Linked DNA regions of Anser cygnoides: regions 2 and 3 are each linked to region 1. Evidence: chromatin contacts called from public Hi-C data. All regions are on one chromosome and are shown on one strand. Each heading gives the region's core, a stretch centred on a gene start, on an enhancer-like site or on the middle of the called end of the contact. The rest is flanking DNA. Distances are from core to core; before and after follow the strand shown. Region 1 holds the start of RP2 (RP2 activator of ARL3 GTPase). Region 2 holds the start of LOC106035704 (cohesin subunit SA-2-like). Region 3 holds the start of CYFIP1 (cytoplasmic FMR1 interacting protein 1).

What was found. Hi-C and Micro-C count contacts between places; a contact is called where the count stands out from the background.
Region 2: a contact with region 1 is called in a Hi-C map of liver, with 6 times the contacts expected there. The contact joins the promoter of LOC106035704 here to the promoter of RP2 in region 1. A contact is called at or near these places in 2 of 7 Hi-C or Micro-C datasets (both in liver).
Region 3: a Hi-C map of liver shows a contact between it and region 1, with 2.1 times the contacts expected there. The contact joins the promoter of CYFIP1 here to the promoter of RP2 in region 1. A contact is called at or near these places in 2 of 7 Hi-C or Micro-C datasets (granulosa cells and liver).

What each region holds. Positions count from the first base shown.
Region 1 is chr1:139,675,938-139,678,522 of Taihu_goose_T2T_genome, forward strand. It overlaps RP2 (RP2 activator of ARL3 GTPase), which reads right to left and starts at 1,285. Exons shown (of 5, transcript XM_048051155.2): 1 at 1,033-1,285. The coding sequence starts at 1,167.
Region 2 is chr1:139,515,042-139,517,626 of Taihu_goose_T2T_genome, forward strand. It overlaps LOC106035704 (cohesin subunit SA-2-like), which reads right to left and starts at 1,302. Exons shown (of 31, transcript XM_066983138.1): 1 at 1,173-1,302; 2 at 730-886. The coding sequence starts at 773. It overlaps GTPBP6 (GTP binding protein 6 (putative)), which reads left to right and starts at 1,284. Exons shown (of 10, transcript XM_048051173.2): 1 at 1,284-1,800. The coding sequence starts at 1,419.
Region 3 is chr1:139,841,029-139,843,613 of Taihu_goose_T2T_genome, forward strand. CYFIP1 (cytoplasmic FMR1 interacting protein 1) reads left to right here and starts at 1,300. Exons shown (of 31, transcript XM_013180689.3): 1 at 1,300-1,321.

The DNA.
Region 1 (2,585 bases), core at 35-2,534:
AGTCACCTCCTTAGCCAGGAGGTTGGTTGTTCTCCAAATCAAGTGTTTCTAAGTCCTGATTTTCCTCCTGTTACAGTTTTAGAAGTTAGTGCCACGTAAGCAGATGAGGTAAAAGAAATCTCATATGAGCTAAGCTTTACCCGATCAACTTGCTCTACGGTTAAACGATACCGTTTCAAGTGCTCAGTTAGCAATATCCTTTTGCACAGGGATTCATCCTGCTCACTGTAAAACACGGTTTCAGTACAGTGCTCTCACTGTAAGAACAGTCTGACAGCAAGTCGGAGCAACAAGCCGAGCACAGATCAACCTTCGTCCTCGAGGAGCTGATTCCTCTGGGGCACGCGCACGCTCTTGTGCGCATCTCCACCAGAGCTTGTCTTAATCTACTTGAAAGACTTAAGGGACACCCTAGAGCACCCAGCCAAGTTAAAAAAACAAGCAAGCAAGCAAGCAAGCTGAGCATTCAAATAAGCTCACACATTTTCTTTCTTATAGTTGTAAAACATGGCCTAAAGGTTTGGGAATTTTGTCTGCTCAAAACCACACGAATTAAGTTTAAGTTCTGCCCCGTTTTCTCCTTCCCCATGCAGAGGCTACCAGAGAACGAGGAGGATTATGAAGGCAGGGCATTTAGGAAATGAATCCCGGGACGAAGCGTGCTGAATGCGGGACTTAGGTGCTGAGGCTTCAAGAGGTCAGGAAACGGCGCCGGGAAGGAGCTGGCTTCCCCCAGCCCTCCACAGCGGACTGCTGGGATGCTTCTATAGCCCCGGGGGCATTTAAGAAGAAAACACCAATAAAATAAAATAAAAAATAAAAAAGGAAGCAAACCCAAGCCCCCCAGCAGCCCCTCAGGAAGAAGACACACGGCTGCCAGCCGCAGCACACGGCGAGTTTCGCCCCTCCAACAGGTGCCGGAGGCGAGCTAAGCCCTGAGGGGAGCCCGAGGCGAGCCCGGAGCCACTCGGCGACGGCAGGGACCGGGACCGGGACCGGCACCCGCCTGAGCCGCGCCCCGGGGCCCCGCACCTTGGCCCGCTGGTCCCAGCTGTACCGCGGCGCCTTCTCCTCGCCGGACGCCGGCTCCCCGTCGGCTCCCGCCGCTTGCTGCTGCTGCTGCCCGCCCTGCGCCGCCTTCCTGCGCTTGGAGAAGAAGCAGCCCATGGCCGCCGCTAAGCCGCCGCCGCCTCCACGGCAACCGGTAACGGCCGCCGCTAACGGCCAACGCCGCCGCCGCGCGCCCCAACGGCCCCGGCGCGCGCCCGCTGGCACCGCCCGGCCCTGCCCACGGAGTGGGCGGGGGGGGGGGGGGGGGAGTATCGGGAGCGCGCGCGCCAGCGCAGCGCCGTGCCCGCGCCCCGCCCCGCTTCCGGCTTCCCCCGCGCGCGTGCCCGCCCCCGTCTCCCGTAGCGAGCGAGAGCGCGCGGCGGCCGGCTCCCCCTTTCCGCGTGCCTGTCTGAGGTGCGGTAGTCACTTCTAGGCGGAAGGAGCAGCAGCATTTGATACGTTCCTCTTAAAAGCTAAAACACCATTTAATTAATCAACACAAAGCCTAAAAATGCATTACCAGAAGGTCGTTACCTCACATCAATGGATTGTCTGTCGTAACCGCGGCCTTCATGGTCCCTGTGTGTAAAGAGACGGCTTCTTACTGCGCCGAGGTGCAGCCAGCTCTGCAGGGGGAATACCTCACCGCTAATGCCAGTAACGTTTCACAAAGGTTGTTAAATGCAGCAGGAGAAAGTAACTTTCACGCTTACTTTTTACATTACCGCAGATGCAAGTTTCTGAGCTGGGATTTTTCAGCAGTGTCAAAACCAATATACTTGCCTTGCAAAATCATCAGTCCCATAAAAAATCTGGTTTCCTATATGGTTAAAGCTGATCGAGACAGGCCTTAGGTTTTATCTCTCCGTCATAAAACAACCTCTAAAGCCCCAGGGTGTTTCCTGACACCAAAGCACCAGAATATTTGTTCCAGACCAAATTAATATGACTTGTGACTTACGAGCACGTGACTTCTTAAGAAATTGAAAATGCCTGGTTCAGTTCTTCCTTCTCTATTCACACGCCAGCCAGACCCAACCCTCTCGGCTTGTGAGATTTGATACAATCATAGCCCGAAGTGTAGTAATATAAGATTGCAATAATATCATAGTCACTACCGACCATTATTATACTTACTTTAATTTCAACAAACTGCTGTAATTAGTGACTTGCCTCCTGGGGATGTTGTGAAATATACCTAATTACACTCTAATACGGAGCTTTCTGATCCCCAGACAGTAGTTTCCAGGTAACTGGAAAATAAGACATTTTCATTGTAAAGGTTATGTATCAAAAAGGATTTGGTGAAGGAGACTTGGCATACCCGTACCTTCTGTGCTAGCTTTTATCCCCGCACAGCGTTGCAGTGCCTGCTCGTCTGCGTGTAAGGGGATGCTGCCTTCCCCTCCTTCTTCTCGTTTGGCAACCCCTGTGCATCACCTCGAAGGAGCAGGGAGGGAGCTTGTTCTCAGTAAACACCGGGACCTGGAAATCTGCCCAGGCCTTCAACAGGTAGCACGAGGAAGTGAAAGCTC
Region 2 (2,585 bases), core at 52-2,551, 160 kb before region 1:
TTGAAGGTGACGAGTTGAGGAAAGACCAGGCTACAATGAGCTCAAAGCTAGCAAGACTAGATATCTAAGAAGTTTCACTCTTCAAAACTACACAAGATATGCTCAAATTTAGTAACTTAATTATTTATTTGTATCTGCTCTTTCTCCTTACCTATCCCATTCTATAAACAGTATGAATGCATTTGATTTATAGATCGCCTCAACTGATGACTGAAAACACAGCCTCTGAAGGGGGAAGACTTGACATACCCCTGATGAAAGCAGCTCTGGAGAAGCACATCCTCTCCCCCTGCTCTAAGGCAACAAGGAATATGCAATGCCAACAGATAGGCTACAGATAACTTGGTACTCTTCCCTCTCAGCACCTTAAATCTGTCACTGGAGTGAACACACCCACTCAGACTATAAATCTGCCCATTTTTATTCAAACTAGGTTCACTTGCACAGTAGTGAACAGGGCACAGAGAAGCTTGTAAGGCCAACCTCCCTGCACATCAGCATAAAGCAACATTTAGAAGATGCTAAACAATACATGAAAGGGAAAGGAAACAAAATGCAGAGGTTGGTAACAAGACACAGCCAATCCCCTTTATCTTCCCTCCCACCCTATTTGACACGTTCATTCCCCCACTTATCTGCAGGACACAGATTTAAGGGACAGCGCCCGAATTTACCCCAAAATAAATAAATAAATAAATAAATAAATAAATAAGCGGCGCCAGGTCTTACTTTTGGCTGGGAAGGCTGCTGGCTGCGTTGGGCTCGGCTATCATTTCCACTACATTATTTCGGCAGCGCTGGCAGCAAGCTGAGAGGGGGCTCCTGAGGAAACTTCACCGCGGCGGGGCTCCGAAACCCGCGATCACACGGCGGCGGGCCGAGCGGGCTGTCAGGAGGAGAGAAGAGGGCGAGATAATTACGGAGCCACTCACTAAAGCCCCTCACGGCCGGCCGGGGGGAATTAATTCCGTCAGGGAAGCGGGGGAGGGGGGGGGGCGGGGGGGAAGCGGGGGAGGGGGGGGGGGGGCGGGGGGGAAGCTGCCCGGACCCCCCCCCTCCCTCAGGGCCCTTCCGAGGGCGGCGGGCGCGGCCCTGGCGGCTCTGAGGGGACGGAGGAGGAGGAGGAGGAGGAGGAGGAAGAAGGCTCCGCGGACGCGCGCCGCCCCGCTCACCTGCCTGTGAGGGGATGTGGGGGGGGAGGGGCACGGGCACGGGGACGCGCACTCCAACGGTCGATCGCGCGCTCGCGCCGCCGGCTCCCTGCTCCCGCCCGCCGTCAATCACGGCGGCCCCCCGGCCTATCAGCGGCGGGGATCGCTGCCGCCAGGGGGCGGGCCGAGGCGCGCGCTTTGCCCCGCCGCCTCGCGGCCGCCGTAACGGCCGTAACGGTCCCGCCCCGCGCTGAGGGGGGCAGCGCCATGGGGCCCGGCCGCCTCCTGCGGCCGATGCTGCGCTGCTGCCGGGCGGCCACCGCGGCGGCGCCTCCTCCTCCTCCTCCTCCTCCTCGGGGGGCGGCGGCTCTGAGGGGGCCGCTCAGCGCCGCGCTCCGCCGCTGGGCGCCTCAGCGGCCGCCGGACAGGGGCGAGCCGCCGCGGGCGGGCAGCGGGGGGCGAGGGGCGGGCGGTGACGACGACGACGACGACGACAACGATGATGGAGAGGAAGATGAGGAGGAGGAAGATGAGGGTGTGGAGGAGCTGCTGGGCCCCTCGCCGCTCGGCCCGCTGCCCGGCGCGCAGCGGGTGGCGGTGGTGCAGCCGGCGGTCCGCTGGGGGCCGAAGAAGCCGCAGCTCACCACCGGTGGGTGGGCGGGAGGGGGCAGCCCCGGGCCCGGTGTCAGCCCTGCTCATTGCTGGGGGCACCCCCAGCCCCGTTATTAGCCCTGATAATTCCTGGGGACACCCCCGGTCCGTTTATTATCCTTGCTCGTTACAACACGTTACCCCTTCACAGAACAAAATGGTTAACTTTTCAGACTTTGTGTAAGCCTTCCCGTTTTGCAAGCGGGAAAAATTATGAAAGCACTCGTCTGACCAAAAAAAGTACTTGAGAACAGCAGTGAGCCCTTTCCATCTGTTCAGGCCCTCCAGATGAAGAGCCCGAAGTCTAAGGAAACGATTTGGGGTGAATGCTGAAATGCCAGAGTTACAACAGAAAAATGAGCACTTTATGAGGAACGCTATCGATAGGATGAGAAAGAGGATCATGGTTATGATTAAAAATATATTACCTTTTGGACCTCTTTAATACATCAAATGTGTTTTCCTATCTAGAGAAACATGATGAAGCTCCTATGGAATGAGGATCTTCTGTCTGGCAAATCAAAACTGGATCTACCGATCTGATTTGCCCTTGTAGCCCTCGTGATTTCATGAAATCCTCATAAATCAGTGCTTTGCCATGTAGATGCTTTAAAAAAAATACCAACTAATGAAGCAGATTGAAATCTGTGTCTTTAGCAAGTCAGAAGCCAGTGTAGGTCCTTGATAAGAGTAGGTACCAGTGGTAAGAAGCAGGGTATGCAGTATTAGTAGTTCTTTACATATTTCCACAAAACACTGAGGGATTAATCCTGTGGCCTTGTG
Region 3 (2,585 bases), core at 50-2,549, 170 kb after region 1:
GATTCTATGATTCTAAGACAAAGCTGTTGTCAATTTGCACTCACCCAGGACACGGAAACTAAAGCAATCCTGCATTATAAAGGTGAGTTGTTCTTTAACAACTTTAACTTCTATTTTAACAACATTGCCCCAAGAGTGGTTTGTAGAAGAGAGTGTAGTATCAGCCAGAAACTGAAGCATCTCACTCTCGTTGTCTTCTACAGTTCTCACTGACCTGGGTTTAGGAGCTAGGCTGATCAGGAACTGTGATGGGTGAAATTCGTTCATTTGATACATGCACTCAGAGTACATCATGGAAACATACAGACAGAGAAGCAGCGGCAGCCCCATCCTAGAAAAGAAACGTGCATAGATGAATAGACTAGCACTGAATGCAGCACTGGAAAAAATAGGACTCTGGAGATATGACAGTAACACGGTGAAACGGTAGTAATAACATTTTGAAATGATGCGTAATTTCTCCACAGGCTGTTGGAATTGATCATGTGGAATGGGTGGAATAATGTGATGAGACGGTACTTGAAGTGATGATAATTACGGGGCTCAGCAACTTATTCCCACTTTCCGAAGGCTTCCTTGTAGATGATATTGCAAAAAAAAAAAAAAAAATGAAAAAAGCTGTTTAAGGAAACTTAGTACAGTGGGAAGTCATTTGGGGAAAAAAAAATCAAGTAAAGGAATAATTAATTGTTCTCAGCACAAAAACCCAGTAGTGACAGTGTCCTACTAACAGCTGTTAGAAGCAAAGACATAAAAGTGCTTGCTACAGCAATGCTGTGCAGTTTGCTAATGCTTGCAGAAACTTTTCAAGAGTAAATGTTGGATGCAACTCACAGTAGTCACACCAAAAGCAAATAGGCTTTGAGGAAAAATCAAAATTGTTTGGAAGTTTCCAAGCTCTACGTTGTCAGTAACTCGTATATATATACGGTATTGCATTCTGCCTACCCTAAAATAGCAATTTTGACAAACTTTAATGAAGCAGTTTCATGTTATGATAGAGCATCTATGTTCATTTGATGAATCTTGAAGAACCAGAACTCGAAATGGGAGAACGTGAAGTGGAAAAAAACGTAAGCAGCTTTTAAAATGAGCAAGTCCACCGTGCGTTTTACAGAAAAAACACAGCAGGGAGGTTGTCGCCACCCAGCGAAAATCGCTGTTCTGGGTTTTCCTGCTTTTAGTTCCCAGTAGCCGGGGCGTTTCAGCCGGGACGAGGGCCGTACGTGAGCACCACCTAGAGGAAATATCCTTAAGGGGTTTTCTGGTGCCTCCCCTCTCATTCTTTCAGGTCCGATCCTTGACCCTTACTGCCGAAGAGGTAAAGTGGAAGGAGAAAAAAAGAAACCGAGGCGTTGATTTTACACACGGGGGGGCCGGGGGGTGGCCCAGGCTCTCCCTTTGAGTATGGCCCCGAGGCGGGCGCTGCCTTTTTGTGTGTAAACACAACAGAAGCTCCAGCCAACACCCTCATCTCGTCAGGGGAGGCCGAACCGGAGGGCCGGGCAGGGAGAAAGGGCCGCGGCGGCGGGACGAGGAGGAGGAGGAGGAGGAGCTGGAGCGGCAGGAAGGGTGTTTCCCTGCGCGGCTCCCGCTCCCGGTGACTCAGGCAGGAAACTCCCCGCCCGGCGCGGCCCAGGAGCGGAGCCGCCCGCCTGAAGCCCCCCTCTCGGCCCCCCGGAGCCGGGCCGGGCCCCCCGGAGCCGGCAGCGCCCAGCGGGTGAGAGCGGTGGCGGCGGCGGAGCCTCCCCGGGCTGCGGACCGGGGGCGGCCCCGGGCTGCGGGCCCCGGCGGCGGCGCCTCGGGTGCGGCCTCGCCCCCTGCCCGGCTTACGGGCGCCGTGCCCCTTCCACCCGCGGCGGGAGGTGGCCTCGTTTGGGGGCTTTTAGTTTATTTTACTTTATTTTCGCGGCGTCCCCGTTTCTCGTAGTGCGGCGGGCCGCGCCTGCTGCTCGCGGGTGGGCGCCTAAAAGCCGGCCTTTTCCTCGCTTAGTGCAGAAAGTCCAAATTCTCGCCTCGGCGACCGTGATCCGTCGTGAGGGCTCGGGTTTTGCTTCCTGGGCTGTCCCCTAGCGGGTTGGGTGGGGGAAACCCCTCAGGAGCAAGCAAAAATCGTGTGTAAGTCCACCCTGCTCTTCCCATCAAGGGGGCGATCCCGTCGGTCTGCAGCCATAGGGTAGGGCTTTTGGGGAAGTCGAGCTTTATCCAGTTAAAGGAGTGATGTGTCAGTGAAAACAGCGGCATAAAGGGGTTGCTGGGTGGTGGCGTGCTGCTCTTGGACATCTTGTACACACCTCAGATGTGTTTCTGACAGACGGGGACTGAAACGCATTTCATCCCTTCGAGTATTTCTTTCACCCCATGAGGTGTTCCTCCAGCTCCTCAGCAGCTCCGTGAAGCGTCTGTACCTTTCGGTAAGCTCTCGCTGCCTTGCTTTTTTATTCCTGCGCCGTCTGATGGTAGGTTTGAGTGGCATTTAGACATGTAAATTGTTATTTATGCCAGGGAGACGTGCTACAGGAAAGTCGTCTTGGAGCCTGCCCGGAGTGGTGGCTCCCCTTTCGGGGAGGAAAGCTGCCTGGAAG